2 separate regions of the Mus musculus genome follow, and region 2 is linked to region 1. Evidence: chromatin contacts called from public Hi-C data. All regions are on one chromosome and are shown on one strand. Each heading gives the region's core, a stretch centred on a gene start, on an enhancer-like site or on the middle of the called end of the contact. The rest is flanking DNA. Distances are from core to core; before and after follow the strand shown. Region 1 overlaps Gtf2i (general transcription factor II I). Region 2 has its middle 5.4 kb from the start of Gm46925.

Region 1 (5,819 bases), core at 1,304-3,803:
CCTCGGCTGTGGAAATGAGCACAAGTCAGCAGATGCAGGCTGGGGTCACGTAGGAGGAACACCCCCAAGTGCAAAGCTTCAAACACTGCAACCAAAGCATAGAAAGCAGCCAGCCGTGTGCACAGCCTACAGCCCCAGCACGCAGGAGGCTGAGGTAGGGGACACAGAGTTCCAGGCTAGCCTGGCCAAAGGGACTTGGGGTGGGGTGGGGGAGGAAAATAAGCAGAGGAGAAAGAGAGAGAGTGGGACCAATTAACCGTGTGTGTGTGTGTGTGTGTGTGTGTGTGTGTGTGTGTGTGTGTGTGTGTGTGAAGGGGGAGCATTAAATGCATTTATTGATTTCTGGTCTGAAACTTCAGCCTATCAGCTTTAAAAAGAAATATTCAGCTGGGCGTGGTGGCGCATGCCTTTAATCCCAGCACTCGGGAGGCAGAGGCAGGCAGATCTCTGAGTTCAAGGCCAGCCTGGTCTACAGTGTGAGTTCCAGGACAGCCAGGACTATACAGAGAAACCCTGTCTCAAAAATACAGAAAGGAAAGGGAAAAGGGAAAAGGGAGAAGGGAAAAGGGAGAAGGGAAAAGGGAGAAGGGAAAAGGGAAAAGGGAGAAGGGAGAAGGGAGAAGGGAGAAGGGAAAAGGGGAAAGGGGAAAGGGGAGGAAAGGGAAAAAGGGGAGGAAAGGAAAAAGGAAAGGAAAAAGGAAAGGAAAAAGGAAAGGAAAAAGGAAAGGAAAAAGGAAAGGAAAAAGGAAAGGAAAAAGGAAAGGAAAAAGGAAAGGAAAAAGGAAAGGAAAAAGGAAAGGAAAAAGGAAAGGAAAAAGGAAAGGAAAAAGGAAAGGAAAGGAAAGGAAAGGAAAGGAAAGGAAAGGAAAGGAAAGGAAAGATAAGATAAGATTGAAATGACTGAGAGCAGGCCAGCCAGTCAGCCCCTGGATCCTGTATTTGACCTCTGCAGATTCCGCAGCCTGGTAGCCTAGCAAGGCAGGTTTTACAAGCAGTCCGGGCTGCTTTGTTACTGATGGACTTTTCCTTTTATACTTTAGGTGTCTTGTCCTAATTTCTCTGTCCATCTGTGCACATGTGCATATATGTTACGAACGAAGGTCAGTATCGAGTGTAGGTCCTTGGAAGCTGTCAGCTGTTTGAGACAGGTTCTCTCACTGACGAACCTGGTCCTTTCCACATAGGTTAGGCTGGCTGGCCAGCGAGCTCTGGGGACCCTCTGGTCTGCACTCCCCACTGCTGACGCTACAAGGGCAATACCATGTCCACTTCTCGTCACCGTGGGTTCTAGAGATTAAATGCAGGGCCTCATGCCTTTGAGGCAAGCACTTTAACAAGGGAGCCATCTGTCTTAACTCCTTCCTTCATATCGGCAACACCAAATCTGAAGGGCTCGACTGTGTTTGGAAATCCACATACAAAGTCTATCCCCACCACAGCAGTAAAAGAAACGTACTCGAGAGGAATAGCAGACGGCCACAGCTCAGATCCACACTTGTCTTAGCTGTTACATAAGATAGGATCTAAACCTGATTTTAACATGCTTCCTATAAGAGAACATTTGAGCTGACAGCAGTAAAGAGCTGAAGGCTGGGTACAGAGGCACAGGAAGGCCTTCAGTATCAGCACGCAGAGGCAGAGGCAGAGACTGCTCTGAGTCTGAGGGCAGCCTGGGTTACAAATGCAATGAAACCCTGTCTCAACAGGGACAAAAAGGAAAGAAAACTTCAAGGACACTGCCTCCTAGCCAGTGAGCGCTGGTTGTCCTGTCTCAGCCCTCCAGTCCCCACCCACACGGTCGGTCGGCCACCTTCTCTACGCCATGCTCACAGACCAGGAAGTCCTGCCCTTTTCCTACCAGAACCAATGCTCCTAAGCCAGGGCTGTGCGGGCCACCTCCACTTCTGAGCTGTCCCTACTGTACACAGGAGTGTGCAGAGCTGCACAGCTGCCAGTTACAGGCAGTGGATGCTGGTGAACGTGGAGCAAGCTCCTGGATGATTTCAGGGAGATCTTGTTCCCTCCTGCCTTAGAAACCTAACAAAGGGGACCGATACCTCCGAGTTCTCACCAGTTCACAAACAGCTTTGTTTCTAGATCTACCAAAAATGCTAGCCGCTGGGCCCAGTAAAGGTTTTTTTTTTTTTTTTTTTGGATGGTGGCCGCTGGGGGGGGAAAAAGAAATCCGGTTATGTATGATGTTAAGCAAGCACTCTAACTGCAGTCTCAAACCTCTGAATCTATTTTCTCCTTAAAGGCTGTCTAAAATTAAGCTGGGCAATGGTAGCTCAAGTTTTTGATCCCAGCACTGAGGAAGCAGAGGCAGGTGGATCCCTGTGAGTTTAAGGCCAGCCTGTTCTACAGGACGAATTCCATAATAGCCAGGGCTACACAGAAAAACCCTGTCTTGAAAAAAAATTATCTTATAGTATTGGGGACCAAACACCTGACAGACTCAGATCCCAGCCCGAGTTTGCTTCCTCAGCTATACTTGAAAGGGTGACCTCTGCTCTCCCAGCCTAGGCTCTCCCAACCACTTCTCCTTTTCCTCCCCCTTCCTTTCTTCCTTTGCCACTTCCTGGACAAAGCTAACAACAGCCAACGGCAGTGACATTCTCTGGAGCCAAGATACTCAAAAACCACACGTCACACCTACACAGGAAATGCAAGGACATAATGGGGATGTCCCCCAAAATGAACATGCCCCATCACTTGATCTAGGCTGCCAAGCATCCAGGGGAAGCACTGACTGGACACCAGGAGAGGAGTCTTTACTGCTTCCTCGTTGGTTTACACCCAATGACTGGAAGGAAGGTTACTGCTAGGAATACTGACGAGGGTGAGGAGGATGGGCGCCTCAACTAGGAATTGTTGGGAGATGGTGTTTGCTTCCCGCCACTATCTGAGGAGTGGAAAAATAAAATTTCCCTTTCCAAAAAAACCTTGAGAGCTAAATAAATGCTAAAACCCAAGATAACCTAAAACAGGATCATGGTGACTCTAGGAAGCCAGTGGGCAGGCAGATGGCCTGGCCCTGATGTCCTCGCTGGACCCAAAGAGAAAGGAATCCAAATGGTCAAATACCTACACTGAATAATGAAACTTCAGGAAGCAACTATTCAGGGCTGGGGTGTGGCTCACAGGAGAGACTTGCCTAACATTTGCTGGTATGAAGTAGAGCATTTGTCTAGGGCTCTTGAGGCCCAATCCATCCCAGCGCAAAAAGAAAAATATACAGCTTTAAAAACTTTTTAAAATTAGTTTTTACTAAAAGCAAGGAAACACTAAGTTAAGTTGAATCATCTCATTGTATTCCTAAAACAAAACAACTCTTAACAACAAAACAAAACAAAGAGATAAAAGACCATCTGGGGCTGGAAAGATGGCTCAGTAATTCAGAGTGCTCGCTGCGCTTCCAGAGGACAGAGGTTCAGGCTAGGTGGCTCACGGCTGCTTGTAAGTCTACTTCTAGGAGACCTGACACCCTCTTCTGGCTTCCCTGGACACCTGCACACATGTGACACACACACACACAATACACACAAACTCACATATATAGCTGTATATTCTCAAAGCCACCTTCCCAGAGTTTGAGCTTGATCGATGCTAATTTGCAAAACTGAATAAAGTACCTGGACTTCCCCCAAGAAGCCTTTATCCTGTTGCTTTGTATTTCAAGCAGGTCAGTCATCGCCCTAAGCCTGTCTTCAGCAAGCACAGGTGGCAGAAATTCATCGATATGAAGAAATGTATTGAGTATACATTGTGGCTTTGGTCTGATTAGATATAAGGTGTGCTATGAGGGCCAGTTAGCCAACGACGGGCCACTGAGATTTCTGAACTATATCGATCTAAGACAGAGGTATGTGCCAAGAAGCCATGGTTTATTAATAATACACCACAGAGCCATGTTTGTGCAAAATAAACACAAGCAAGCTGCACATACTTCCCTGACGGATAAGAATAGTACATAGAAAATCTAAGTCCCAAGCCAGGCACGGCCATCAGCCACCATAATTGCCAGGCAGGACCATGGAGCATAAATACATTTTATGCCCCAGTCCAGCTAATTTTTATTATATACTTAGGGAGGTATTGTAGCCTCCCCCAGCCTTGAGCAGGCTGACTCAGACCTTGCTGCCACTGTGAAACAGACCACCTGGGGTGGAGCCTTCTGACCTAGATGGCTTTATTGTTCTGTCACCTGCTGCTGCTCTTCTCCAAGAAGCTGCTACCTGCTGAGAGACTGAACCTGCCTTCCTGAGAGATCCCGAGACTGACACCTTACTGCCAAACTAGTGCTGTCAGCCTGATTGCTTACAGGCTGGCTACAGGCATCAAGAGTAGATCAGTGGGAGAGGGGCTTTCCCCCTCTGTAAGCACAGACTGCTAGTAAACACTGGACCTTGATCAGCACTTTGGTCTCCTTTTTTCTCTCGACCGTTCCCTCTCTTCCAGCTCCAGCCTCCCACTCCGGAGCCCAGTTCACGTGGCCACAGGCAGCTACACACAGCGTCTTTTAAAATACTCTGTAATGTTCACTTAGGGGGAGGAGCCTCCTTACCAAATTTCTTGCAGAAGAGCTGGTCAACCATCTTCCTCAGTTTGGTGATGCGAGCGTACCACTCTTCTTTCACTGTAGGGAACAGGCACACAGTCGCAGGGTTAGCAGCTTTTCCTCAGGTTGTGAGATGCTAGGGCAATACCCTAAGTTAAGTTTTCTCCCTTTGTTTGACAGAAATTACCTTTAAAACTTCAGGAGATACTGACTAATATACATGGGGCAACTCCTGCTCCATCCTGAGGAATACAAAACAAACTATAATTTCTTTTCTATGTCCTGAACTGGATAGAATTGATGAGCCTTTAGCCAATTAACAAATGCAGACTTTACACTACCTTTTTTAGTTAATTTACTTCTGAGACAGTATGTCATGAGCCCTGGCTGGCCGGAACTCACCAAGTAGACCATGTACCCCAGTGCATGGATTACAGGCACAGCCAAGAATAACCATGTACAATGTATGTGTGTGCAGGTCTGCCCAGAAACACACTGTCTCTCTGCCTATCTCTGTGTCGCAGCTTCTGTAGACAGGACACAAAACTAGACATGCCCAGCAAGAGGGAATCTTAAAGGAGGATCGTTCACATCGTACTGGATGGCTGGGCGATGTGGGCCATTCTCTTGACTGCCGATTGATGTGGGAGCCCACTGTGGGTGGTGCTATCCCTAGACAAGTGGGTCTAGACAGTGTGAGTGGTAGCTGAGCAAACCAAGAGGAAGCATTCCTTGCTAGAGTCTGCTTCAGTTTCCTCTTGCAGCTTCCCGCCTTGGCTTCCCTCGTAACGGGCTATGTAAGTCAGACAGAGCCTCTCCTCCCCAGGTCCTTGTGGTTATCACAGCCACACAGGAAAGTTTCATAGCTCTCGCTTTAGAGCACAACCCACCCATCTATCCATGGCTATTACAGAATTCTGTTACCCTTCTACGGAGTACTATAACGATGGAGTGTTTGTTCTGTAACAACTAGCAGCTGCTAGTCAAAGGTCTACTCCTTTTTTTTCTTCAAAGGTTATTTTAAAATTTATTTTATGTACGTGAATGCTGTTTCCATGCACACCATGGAATCAGATCCCATACAGATGGTTGTGAGCCACCAAGTGGTTGTTGGGATTTGAACTTTGGAAGAGCAGCCAGTGCTCTTAACCGCTGAGCCACCTCTCCAGCCCCAGAGGTTTCTTTCTTTATGAGGAAAATAAACTAAAGAGGCGGCAGCTGCACCGAGTGGTCACAATTCCCATGCACACAGCCATGGGCT
Region 2 (5,866 bases), core at 1,307-3,806, 84 kb after region 1:
CTAGTCAGAGGGGAGCCCCTGCACAGCTGTTTAATCTTCCCAGCCCTTGACTCTCAGGCTGAAACCCTTCTCCAGTGTCAGGGCCACCCACTCTGTATTTGGTTCTCTGTCTCAATCCTGTAAGGCTGGCCATTTGCTGATTGGTTTCCTCCCTGTGTAAGCGGAGATGAGTATCAATCCGAAGACAATAGAGACAAGGGAAGGAGGGATGGCTCCGAGGGTAAAGGCGATTGCTGCCAAGTCTGGCGACCTTTGGTCGAACCCCAGGAGCCCACATGGTGGAAGGAGAGAGTCAACTCATGCAAGTTGTCTTCTGACTTCCACATGCATGCCACATGACATGCACAGACACGACGGCATGCGAGGGCACACACGAAAAATGTATGTGGCACTAAATAATAAATTACTGGAAAAAAAAAAGAAATCAGGACAGCCAGCCTGAAAGAGGAAAATAGGACAAACTTCATCAGTCCCAAAGCATGAAACGCTTTCAGGAGATAATACCACACCCAGCTTGCTTCATTTTATTCAACAGGGCAGCAAATACAACAGTCTTCCCAGTAGTGGGAATAGGAGTTGAATTTTTAACTTAGAAATGACCCAAGAGGGGCTGGTGAGAAGGCTCAGGGGGTAAGAGCACTCACTGACTGCTCTTCCGAAGGTCCTGAGTTCAAATCCCAGCAATCACATGGTGGCTCACAACAACCCGTAATGAGACCTGACGCCCTCTTCTGGTGTGTCTGAAGACAGTAACAGTGTACGTATTTATAATAATAAATAAATCCTAAAAAAAAAAAAAAAAAAAGAAAAGAAAGGAAACAAACCTTCTCTGTGTTGTGTGCACCTAACTTGTGAGAGACAGAGGCCAATGTTCCCGGGCCTTCCTTTATCAGTTTTTAACATCTATTTACTTGTTTGTGTGTTGGGGCAGGTGTGTATATCATGGTGCACATGCGGAGATCAGAGGACAGCCCATGAGAACTGGTTCTTTCCCTCCACCATGCGGGTCCAAGAGATCTAACCCAGCTCATGGGACCAGGCAGCAAGCGCATTCGCCCACCTATCCATCTCCACAGCCCATACAAATTACCCTCAGACACAGGGTTCCATGTAGCCCTGGCGATGACTTTCAACTTCACGCCGAGATTACAGACGTACATCACCGCGTCTGTCCAGTTTCAATACTTTTAAATGATAGGTATTATTTCAAGGCAGGCAAAGTTGATGTGTGTAAAAACAACCTTAGTTGCCAGAAAAAAATAATTAAAAATTTGAGTAAATCAATTTTCCATGTACATGAAGAACTGCTGCCACCCCATGGAGACTCTGTATAAACGCACACTTTGGGCACGTGGGCTTCTCTAGTGACCTCTGATTAAAACCACCATAGCAGACATCTCAGTTCTGAGATGAGGGCGTTCGACTCCCTGGAGCTGGAGTTCCGATGTAGATACTGGGGACAAAACCTGATCTTCAGTAAGAACAGTAAGTGCTCTTAACTGTTGAGGCCTCTCTCCAGCTCCACCAATAATTTTTTTTTTTTAATTAAAAATAAGCAGCCAGGAGTGGAGGCTCATGCCTTTAATCCCAGCACTTGGGAGGCAGAGGCTGGAGGATCTCTGAGTTCCAGGACATCCTGGTCTACAGAGTGAGTTCTAGGACAGCCATGGCTACATACTGGGACCCTGCCTGGGGGCGTGGCTCAAAGCGGTACACTATTGTCTTGCAAGCTTGGGGCTTGAATTTGATCCCCAGTGCCAATGTCAAAAGCAAGGAGTGGTGACATGTGGTCGTAACCCAGGGTTGGATAGGTGACAGTGGTAGTGTCCCTGGGACTCCTAGGTTAGCCCCAGGTCAGTGAGACACCCGGGTCAAAAACTACTACAAGCAAGTTGGTGAGGTTGCTCCCCTTTAATCGCAGCACTCAGAAGGCAGAGGCAGGCCAATCTCTGTGTGTTCGAATTACAGGACAGCATGGGCAACACAGAGAAAGTTTCTCGAAAAACCAAACCAAACAAACCAATCAACCAACCACTAAAGCAAGGGATGGAAAGATGGCTCAGTGGTTAAACACAATTCCTGCCCATATAGAAGACCAGAGTTCATTTCCCGGAACCTACAACAGATGGCTCACAACCTCCTCTAACTCTAGCGGTAGGGGATTCAAAGCCCTCTTTAGACTTCTTTGGGCATGTATGAGAAAGGGCATACCCACAAATGCACAAATAAATAGCAAGCACAAATCTACAAACAAAACCTAACAAACAAGATAGATGACTGCAGAGGAAGGACACAGAAGGATAACCTCAAACCTCCACACCCACACGTGTATGCGTGCGAACCCACCCCCCCACAAACACACACATATACATATGCACGCAAACACACCACACCCACATTGTAGCTGATGATGCGCTTGGCCTGTCTTGTGTCAGCCGATCTTGGCGCCCCCTCCCCTGTGTGGGGGTTGCTCTGCAGCCTGGGACTGGGTGGCAATGGTCTCTCACGTTCCAGCCTCTCTGCTCCTATTTCCTCTTCCTCAGCCAGAGCTTTCCTGTCTGCTGACTGTGCAGCTTCCTCCACCATCCCTCAGCGTCTCAGAGCCAGAGCCTGAACTGCTTCAACTCCGCCCGGGCAGGGCTTGAGGCTCTGCACTGAAATATTTGAGCAGCGAAGCAAGGTCCTGGGGAATCATGGGAGGAAAATTTTCAGAATTTCGTGTGGTTGCTTTGCTTTCTTCTGCCTCTTCCCTGGCACCATTCAAAAGTGGGGGGAGGGGCTTCCTCTTCCTCCTTCCCAAACCCCTAGTTGAATTATGTATTAGAAGGGTGCGTGCAGGGCTGGAGAGATGGCTCAGTGGTTAAGAACACCGACTGCTCTTCCAGGGGTCCCGAGTTCAATTCCCAGCAACCCCATGGTGGCTCACAGCCATCTGTAATGGGATCCGATGCCCTCTTCTGGTGCGTCTGAAGACAGCCACAGTGAACTCATATACATAAAATAAATAAATTCTTCCTGTTAAAATATGTGTGTGTGCGTGCGTGCCCGCGCGTTTTACTTACTTCTGTGTTTTCTTTGTTTGTGGACCTAAAAGGAAAACTTGCAAGAGTCAGTTCTCTCTCTACCACACGGCTCCCAGGGATCAAACTCCGGACTCCAGCATCTACAGTAAGCACCTTTATCCAACAACCCATCTCATTTTTTAATATAATATTTTGGGGGGGAGGGGGAGGGGATGGGGGGACTTTTGGGATAGCATTTGAAATGTAAATGAAGAAAATACCTAATTAAAAAACAAAAAACAAGCCAGGCGTGGTGGCGCACACCTTTAATCCCAGCACTCCGGAGGCAGAGGCAGGTGGATTTCTGAGTTCGAGGCCAGCCTGGTCTACAGAGTGAGTTCCAGGACAGCCAGGGCTACACAGAGAAACCCTGTCTAGAAAAACCAAAAAAAAAAAAAAAAAAAAAAAAAAAAAAAAAAACCCAGAAAACCAAAATATATTTTGGGGGGAGGGTTGAGATAGGATCTCTCTCTCTCTCTTTCTCTCTTTCTCTCTCGGCTTTTTTTTTTTTTTTTTTTTTTTGAGACAGGGTTTCTCTGTATAGCCCTGGCTGTTCTGAAACTCACTCTTAGACCAGGCTGGCCTCGAACTCAGAAATCCACCTGCCTCTGCCTTCCAAGTGCTGGGACTACAGGCATGTACCACCACTGCCTGGCATTAACTGAAAAAAATTTTTAATTTTTATTTCTTTTAGGTGTATGAGTGTTTTGCTTGCTTGCAGGTATGTGTACCACATACATGCCTGGTACCAGGGGAGGTCAGAGGTCAGAGAGGGCATCAGATTCCCTGATCTAAGAATTATGGATGGTTGTGATCAACCACGTGGGTACTGAGAGCTGAACCTGGGTCCTTTTCGTCAACAACAAGCACTCTTAACTGCTGAGCCATCTCGCCAATCCCTTACTCCCTTTTTTATTTAACTTTTATTTTTCTGAGGCTGGCTTCACTCTATGGAGCCATGGCCAGTCTGGAATCTGCCACGTAGGGCTTGCTCCTCTTGAGCTGATACGGATCCAGTTGTCTCCGCCTCCCGAGGGTGGGATTACCAGCATGCACCTCCCAGCTCTGCTTCCCTTCTTTGCCTTTATTGTTAGAATGTTTTTATATTATTCTCTATGCAGTATCCATATGTTGTATGTATGTGTTCATGGTGCACATACGGAGGTCACAGGACACCTCAAAAAGAGTTGGTTTTCTTTCTGCTATGTGGATCCGGGGGATTCATTTCAGGTTATGAGACTTGATAGCAAGCACTGTCACAAGCCGGAACATCTAACTGGCCCCTGAAATCGTTGTTTTTTTTTTATTTTTTTATTTTTTTTTTTTCGAGACAGGGTTTCTCTGTGTAGCCCTGGCTGTCCTGGAACTCACTTTGTAGACCAGGCTGGCCTCGAACTCAGAAATCCACCTGCCTCTGCCTCCCGAGTGCTGGGATTAAAGGTGTGAGCCACCACGCCCGGCTTATTTTTAATTTTATTTTATTTTGCTTTTGAGACAGGGCCTTACTGTGTCATCTTGGCTGGTCTTAAACTCACAGAGATCTACTTGCCTCTGCCTCTGTCATGCCCAAGTCATTAAATCCCAGATCAGAATTCCTACCAAGAGTGAGTTGTTAGCCAGGCTAGCCAGGCTTAGTGACACAGGCCTGTCCCTATTTTTATTTATTTTTGCTGTTTTTTTTGAGACAGGTCTCAGGTAGCCCAGGCTGGCCTCAAACTCCACAAAGCTGACCTTTAGTTCCCAATCTTTCTACTTCTACCTTCCTAGTAGTGGGTTAACAGTCATGGACCAACCCAGCACTTCTGTAGGGATGTCTGCTCCAAGCCCTGGGAGGGGATGAAGCCTGCTTCCTTCCTGAGCTGGTAAGTGGCAGACTTGCAGGAGAAAGATCTCCCACATCAACAGTGTCTCTACCATCCGGACAGACAGAATTCTTTTTTTTTTTTTTTTTTTTTTGGTTTTTCTAGACAGGGTTTCTCTGTATAGCCCTGGCTGTCCTGGAACTCACTTTGTAGACCAGGTTGGCCTCGAACTCAGAAATCTGCCTGCCTCTGCCTCCCGAGTGCTGGGATTAAAGGCGTGTGCCACCACTGCCCGGCCTCTACTTCCTTTTGTTTTTATTCACATGTACCTGTCTGCATGTGTGTGTACATGTGTGCAGATGTAGGGAGGAGGCCAGAAGAAGGTGTTGGGTCCCAAGGTGTTTGTGAATCACCTGATGTGGGAGCTGAGAATAGAACTCGGGTCCTCTACATGAGCAGCAAGGGCGCTTAATCTCTGAGTCATCTCTCCAGGCCCTCAACTCCACTTCGTACAAGGAATCATCTACTACAGAGCCTTGCCCCGCTCTGTGCCAGCCATTGCTAAGAGCCCTGTACAGACAGGCTGCCGACAGGTGGCGCTGTTGGAGGCACGGCTCTATCTGGTGGTGGGTGGTATTGTCAGACAAATGAGCCCGCTAAGCATTCTCCTGTGTGTGTGTGTGTGTGTGTGTGTGTGTGTGTGTGTGTGTGTGTGAATCATTTACATATGTGTTTGCGGAGGCCTGAAGTTGATGAATGGTGCCTTCCCTTATCTCTGCTTACTTTATTTACTGAGGCAAAGACTCTTGTGGAACCTGGAATTTGTTAATTCTGGTTAATCTAGTTACCTAGTTTGCCCCAGGTGTGACTTGTCTCTGCCTCTCCAGTGCTTTGATTATAGTCAGGCTGCCTTGCCAATCCTGCTTTTATTTTGGTGCTGGGGATCCAAATGCAGGTCTCAGGCTTATAAGCATTTCCAGGTCCTGGTCTTGCTTCTTGTTC

What was found. A called contact is a pair of places that touch in the nucleus more often than the background predicts.
Region 2: a contact with region 1 is called in a Hi-C map of bone marrow-derived macrophages, with 54 read pairs. The contact joins two enhancer-like sites. A contact is called at or near these places in 1 of 15 datasets of contacts at CTCF or cohesin (pro-B cells), 23 of 484 Hi-C or Micro-C datasets (CD4 T cells, CD8 T cells, T follicular helper cells and 15 more), 12 of 115 datasets of contacts at active chromatin or transcription factors (CD8 T cells, the HPC-7 cell line, bone marrow-derived macrophages and 5 more) and 4 of 9 other capture datasets (adipose tissue, embryonic stem cells, liver and 1 more).

What each region holds. Positions count from the first base shown.
Region 1 is chr5:134,256,003-134,261,821 of GRCm38.p6, forward strand. Gtf2i (general transcription factor II I) reads right to left here. Exons shown (of 34, transcript NM_010365.4): 16 at 4,565-4,636; 17 at 1-6. Among named protein-coding and RNA genes, the nearest start is that of Ncf1, 29 kb to the left of the region's middle. Within about 2 kb of position 2,554, at least 53 of the 459 cell types and tissues checked have an H3K27ac peak or open chromatin away from gene starts, as enhancers often do. A contact at or near this core is called in the HPC-7 cell line, bone marrow-derived macrophages and microglia, where this site is marked.
Region 2 is chr5:134,340,200-134,346,065 of GRCm38.p6, forward strand. No RefSeq gene overlaps it. Among named protein-coding and RNA genes, the nearest start is that of Gm46925, 5.4 kb to the right of the region's middle. Within about 2 kb of position 2,557, at least 37 of the 459 cell types and tissues checked have an H3K27ac peak or open chromatin away from gene starts, as enhancers often do. A contact at or near this core is called in the HPC-7 cell line, bone marrow-derived macrophages and microglia, where this site is marked.